2 separate regions of the Canis lupus genome follow, and region 2 is linked to region 1. Evidence: chromatin contacts called from public Hi-C data. All regions are on one chromosome and are shown on one strand. The core of a region is the stretch at or near the end of the contact, and the rest is flanking DNA. Distances in the headings are between cores, read along the strand shown. Region 1 has its middle 12 kb from the start of KLRB1. Region 2 has its middle 58 kb from the start of CD69.

Region 1 (3,294 bases), core at 373-2,872:
AGGACCTCATAATTCCATCTTATTGTTTTCTGACTATTGTCAGAGACATAGGCAGAGGGAGAAGCAAGCTCACTCTAAGGAGGAGCCCAATATGGGACTCGATCCCAGGATTCTGGGATCACGCCCTGAGCTGAATGAAGGCAGATGCTCAACCACTGAGCAACCCAAGTGCCCCTATAGTTCAGTGATTAACACATCATTATGTTACAGAATTAAAGTTTTCTGAATCTGATTAATTGGAATTTTGCATTACTTCATATTTGAAGCCACAGTCACTTCTTTCAATCATTACTAGCTGCCTTCAAGTGAGAGGTACTTTTTGTTGCTCCTGCTCATATTTTGAGGCTTTCTCTGACCTCACATGGATATACTTGTTTCCTATTTTGGCATAATTCTTAAGTTTGTATAGTTCTCTCCACCTTGCAACAGAGCACGTTGGCTTTGGTAATCTCTCTATGTATTCCTGAGGGTGGTGCTACAGCTGAAGATTGTGTTCTGTCTTGCCTCAAATCCGGTTTTGTGTTCTGCACTTACTCTCCTATCTAGCTTCTTTTTGCTGTCACCCAGCGGCGGGCCCACAAAGAGCCAGCCACAAAGTGGGTGGGGTGAGGGAGAGGTGTCAGTTTGGCGATTAGGGCACTGGGGGGGCCCATGGGCCAGCTGGGCTGATCCTCAGGTGAAGTTTTTCCTAGCAGGTCTTCGCCAGACCTTTTACTGGAGTCTAGAAGAAAATTAGGATTGGTGTTCCTGGAACACCCTCTAATATTCTCTCTCTCTCTCTCTCTCAATCTCCTCCCCTCCCTGAGTCACAGAACTCTTGCCTTAATACTCCAGGTTGTGTGGGAGAGAAGAGTTTCTCTAGCAGTGTCCTATACACTGGGTAAGCCAGGCACTCACTTGCTCTTCTAATTTTTCCCTTGTGGGAGGAAACCCAGGTCTCATTCTCTAAACTGTGCCACTGTCAGGGAGGAATGATTCTTGCAAATTTCCTCTTACCCATCCCAAAGCTTCCAAACTCTTCTGGTTTTTGTTTTTTGTTTGTTTTTGTGCTCCGGTGGAGTGCTGGAACTTTTCCTCCAGTAGCCTGAACTTGTATAAAGGTGCTTGTGTCTGTGAATATCTGCCCAAGTCAGCATTTTCCAGGCACCCTAAAAGGGACTGGATGATCCTACTGGTTCCACAGCCGTGTGGGGATCTGTCTGCCTATTACCCAATTCACAGGTGAGTGAGACTTCTCCTGAGTCTCTTGAGATATGGTGCTGGATAACACAAGCTCCCACAGAGGCACTTTTGTTCATGGATAAATGCCAAGTTTTAAGTGTTAACAGAAGACACGATGAGGAATTTCTTATGTTGTTATGATATTGATGTCACTCTGTAACTTTCACAATTTAATTTTCTTAATTTTGTATTTGTTTTCTAATCAAAAGTCCAGCAAGTGAATTTCTACCTTTGCCAGAGGAAGAATTTGGCCACATTTAGACTTCCTGTATTTACACATATATTTTTAGTTAATGATACTTTCAGTTGTGGTTTAGCCATAGTTCTAATGTTGTAAGATTTTTCTTTTACTGCCACGGTTTGCTGCTTCAAGAAATGAAGAAGTAGACCAGGTGAAAAGTGGTGGACAGTAAAACAAAACTTATCCAGCCGTAGTTCAGAGCTCCGGAAGAGGAAGGCAGTACCAGAGGTTACAACATGAGTTGTTTTTTGTTTTCGTTTTTTAAAGATTTATTTATTTATTCATGAAAGACACAGAGTGAGAGACAGAGGCAGAGACATAGGCAGAGGGAGAAGTAGGCGCCATGCAGGGAGCCTGATGTGGGACTCGATCCCGGATCCTGAGATCCCAGGATCACGACCTGAACCAAAAGACAGGCGCCCAGCCGCTGAGCCACCTAGGTGTCCTACAACATTGAGTTTCTAAGTTTAGGGGCTTTTAGGGGATGTTTTAATCTGATTGTCCATGCGCCTGTCACCCAATCAAATGTCCACGTGTTCGTCTACCTATCAGATAGCTGTTCACGTGCCTGAGGGTGGAGGGTTCCTTCCTGGCTAGTGTAAGATCCTTTTAAGGGTGATTTCTTAGGTTGTTGCCCCTTGTTCCTACCTTTCTTTCTTTTCTTTTTTCCACTTGAGAGAAATAGCTTAAGACAAATTCTAAATAGAAAAGTTATAAAAGAATTAACATATTATTAGTTTCTGAGGTAGAGTTCAGTGATTCACTTGCTTTTCTTGTATCTTTCATTGTTACTTCATCATACACAGTTTAATCATAGTTATGCAGCACTTAGTTTAAACTTTCTATTAAGTACAATCATTAACCCTAGTGAAGAATCTATAGTTCTCTTTATTTCATACAAAGTCTTTATCTTTCCTGAGATCCTTATTTGTAACTATCTATTAGTCAGCTGGATCTATTTATTCATCAAGTAGTTTGTTTTTAGAAACATATATGTTGTGTATGTTGTATTCTATAAAATCCTAATGTTATATTTTGGTTTTAACTTGCATGAGAACTACATGAGTATAAGAACTTGCCTCACTCAATATTTTTCTCAGTGCAGACATTCTATTATTTCCAGCCGTTGATGTGGTTGTGGCAAAGTCTACAGTGGCACAACATGCCACAAAGTCTATGGTTGGAATTCCCCATTGTAAGCAACATGCTTTATCTTTAAACTGAAAAATAAGAAACTTTACCAAAATCTGCTTTATTTATTCTTTGCTCTGATTTAGTTGTCTTATTTCAGGAAAGGCTTCTTCTTTTAATGCTTAGCTGCTTTCTACTGTGGGCTAGTCTTCAGGAATACTAATTTTATGCATGTCATTTTCTTTCTTAAAGATCACTTTTTAATTGCCTTGACTTGGTTTGCAGCGTCAGTTTTATGTCATGGTATCTCTAACATAGTTTTCCTTTATCAGATATCAGAGGGCATTCTTTTCTTTCTGATAAGAATATCAGGTCCCTTTTAGCTTCCTTTTCTGTGCTGAGTGCTGCCAGTTCATTTTTCATTTCTTTATTATGCCTTACCCTTTGAATTTTATCTGTTACAGGAATTCTTTTTTTGGTCTAAATTTGTTTCGTATTGTGTTTATCCATTTGTCTATTGACAGGCATTTTGGTTGCTTTCAAACTTTGACACTTATGAATATAGCCAATACAAAAAGGCTTTTGCAGTTTTCTTGTGGGTGTCAGTTTTTAAATCAATTTTCAGCTCATTTGTGTAAATACCAAGGAGCAAGGTTGCTAGGTCATAGGAGAAGCATATTTACTTTCTTCTTCTTTTTCTT
Region 2 (3,294 bases), core at 430-2,929, 91 kb after region 1:
TTCTTTTTCTTTTTTTTTTACTTTTTTAAAAAATTTATTTATCATAGTCACACACACACACACAGAGAGAGAGAGAGAGAGAGAGAGAGAGAGAGAGAGGCAGAGACACAGGCAGAGGGAGAAGCAGGCTCCATGCAGGCTCCATGCACCGGCTCCCTGGGCCAAAGGCAGGCGCTAAACCGCTGTGCCACCCAGGGATCCCAGTAAGTGGTTTCTTTCACCATTTTCTACAGCCAGTGAGAGGGCCAAGGCCGGTGTGGAGGAGAGGGAAGGAGCACGTTGCTGGGCGCAGCTCGGGCAGCCGCTGCTCCTCCGCGTCTCACCAAGTGTTCTGGAAATTCTGCCAATTTCTTCATCTTTAAAATGAGAATCATAGCAGTGTCTACCTAGCAGCTTAAAAAAAAGAGATTTATTTGTTTATTTGAGAGAGGGTCAGTAGGAGAAGGACAGGGGGAGGGGGAGAGAGAATCTCAAGCTGACTCCCCACTGAGTGTGGAGCCTGAGTGTGGAGCCTTGGGGCATGGTCCCATAACCCTGAGATCCTGACCTGAACCAAAATCAAGAGTCAGATGCTTAACCAACTGAGCCACTCCTGGAGCCCTTACCTAGGAGCTTTTTGGTAAGGTTCATATATATTTAAAATTCTTAAAACACCTTAAAACTATGCTCAATAAGTAGTACATACTATTTAAGTGGTGACTTTTTAGTACTCAAATTGAAGGCTCAAGAGAGTGAACTGTTTAAAGCAAATTTGGGATTATTTTGCATGGTTACCTTCTATTTGTTCGATTTACATCAGAGATCCTATTCATTTCAACTTCTAAGCATTCTGATGAAATTGATTTCTAAATCATATCTCTGTAGCCATTTTTTTTTCACAGAAACATCCAATTTTTAGTATTCCTGTTGATCTCATAGTAACTGGATCTTTTTTTTTTTTTTCTTCTTTCATCCACAACTGGTATAGTTCAGATTTACTGTCCTGGTTCTGTTGCCATTGTTTTTATCAAAAACAGTTTTTGTTTTTGTGACAGTTTTATAGTTCACCTCTATATTTAGAGTGCTGTGGTATGATTCTCTGGTTAATGGAAACTAAAAAGTGAGATGTGTTAATACTGATTTACATATATGTTTCCATGCTTTTTTTCCTCTTCTTCAAATTTTAAGGCTAACTTAACTATTTGATTGGGCTGTCCAAGGAATTGGATGCATTGTGGAGGTGAGCAAAAAGTGATCTAATGATTCATTGTGAATCTTCATATATCTCAGCTTTCAGTTTCTGGTACAGGTTACGTTACAGAGATGACAGTAAACAGCTTGCCTGGCAGCAGGGATCTTAAAACTTCCTCTCAGTCCCCTCCCACCCTCACTCACTAGGATGTGCATGCTCACCTCCCTCATGTTATTCCAAGTATCACTAGAGACCACAAGTTCACTAAGCTCTGAAGACAGGTCAGCTCATGCTTTTATGCTCTCACCTCCATATCAATTTGCCTCTTCTGTGGTCAGGGCTTTATAAAATAGATAAAAATTAATTATTTTCTCTCATTCCGTAAGCTTTTTTATGGTATCTACTAATTGCATTTTTTTTCTTTTCTTAACTGTAAGCTGTAGTTAAGTCAGTTACTGATGTTAACTGTTGCTATCAATGTCTCAGATGACCGACCATACAGAAAAGGGGTTAGCTAAGTTTTCTGATGTCTTCCTAAGGACACGTTTGTTTAATGGCTCCATCTGCTGGAGAGAGTGGGCACTGCTTGTTTTTGTTATCAGGTAAAATGTCAAGAGGCAAGGTAGAAAGTTCCTAGATATAGCTGGACATTTTTTAGGGAATTTGGCCGAAAGATGAAACTTTCGGCCACATTTGCAGCATTGTGAGGGACTGAAGAGAGGGAATTTCTGGATTTTTAAGCATTGCAAAATGTCTTCTGTTAATGTGAAGACACTGGCTGGGAAGGATTGAGATCTTGAAAACTGGAATCAGGACATATGGGAAGATTCTAATCGAGCTAGGGACATGAAACCCCAAATTCTATTGCATCCTTTTTGCCAGTAAATGTAGCCTTTCCACTCCCATCCAAGTAGGTTAGCCTTACTTTGCTTGAAGCACCTGTAATGTCCTCACTTAAGTAGATGGTCAAGTGACCAGAAGTCTAACCTGAATTCTGTAAGAGGTCATGTCTGCTCAATTTGCTTACTTGAGCTATTTTACAGATGCAGAATCTTTTTTTTTTTTAAAGATTTTATTTATTTATTCATGAGAAAAACACACACACACACACACACACACACACATAGGCAGATACATAGGCAGAGGGAGAAGCAGGGTCCCTGTAAGAAGCCTAATGCGGGACTTGATCCTGGGACTCCAGAATCACACCCTAAGCTAAAGGCAGATGCTCAACTGCTGAGCCACCCAGGTGTCCCAGACCCAGAATCTTTTAAATTAAAAGTGGGGGGCAAGTCTTTGAGAAATAACTCTATTAAACAGAAAAAAAAATTATATAGTTCATTTTTTTTCCACTCCCCAAAGAGATCTACGACCATTAGTCTTTCATTGAGGGAAGAGAAACAATCAGACTTTTGAAGTGTTATTGGACATTGACTCTGAATGAACACTAATTTCAAGAGACTCAAACCATCATTGTATTATACTGATCAGAGTAGGGACATAAGGAGGTCAACTGATTAATGAAATTGTGGCTTAGGTCAGCCTCATAGGTCTGCCTATTTTCTTCATCTAACAGAGACTTCTCCCTGGGAAAACCCTACAGCTGGCCATGTGGATGCCAGTAGCTTCTTGCTCCTGAACACTATAATCCAAGAACTCCTGGATATATATGTAAAAAAGAATGTATTTCCAAATATGAGAGGAGAAAGAAAGTAAGAAGGGATCATTTCCAAAATATCTGAGGCAAGATTACCAAACAAATGATTCTGAGACCACCGTAGAATCACTTGCTAGACTCTATCCTAGAATCATATGAGCAGGAAATACCCCCATCCCATGCCTTTTAGCGGATGAATGCAAACCAGAATACCTGCACAGTCAGCAGCACTGCCTGAATCCCAAGACCTTGCAGAGTACTTGCAGTACAAAGTGTTAGGTAGTTTTGTGTCCATCCACTGTACACAGCAAATCTTTGGTGATTATTGTCCCATGAAATATTCCGTATTTTCAAGTAGTTTAGTCTGAAAATCGGGCTAATAAATATTCTTATAGTTTTATAAACACTACTGTGCTCATAAAATAAAACTTATTTTCCCCTGGAATATAGTCGTTAACAAGCCGTA

Evidence for each region. A called contact is a pair of places that touch in the nucleus more often than the background predicts.
Region 2: a Hi-C map of blood shows a contact between it and region 1, with 4 times the contacts expected there. The contact joins two enhancer-like sites. A contact is called at or near these places in 2 of 9 Hi-C or Micro-C datasets (both in blood).

The regions. Positions count from the first base shown.
Region 1 is chr27:9,799,224-9,802,517 of UU_Cfam_GSD_1.0, forward strand. No RefSeq gene overlaps it. Among named protein-coding and RNA genes, the nearest start is that of KLRB1, 12 kb to the left of the region's middle. Within about 2 kb of position 1,623, at least 3 of the 20 cell types and tissues checked have an H3K27ac peak or open chromatin away from gene starts, as enhancers often do. A contact at or near this core is called in blood, where this site is marked.
Region 2 is chr27:9,890,497-9,893,790 of UU_Cfam_GSD_1.0, forward strand. It overlaps the pseudogene LOC100684567. Among named protein-coding and RNA genes, the nearest start is that of CD69, 58 kb to the right of the region's middle. Within about 2 kb of position 1,680, at least 3 of the 20 cell types and tissues checked have an H3K27ac peak or open chromatin away from gene starts, as enhancers often do. A contact at or near this core is called in blood, where this site is marked.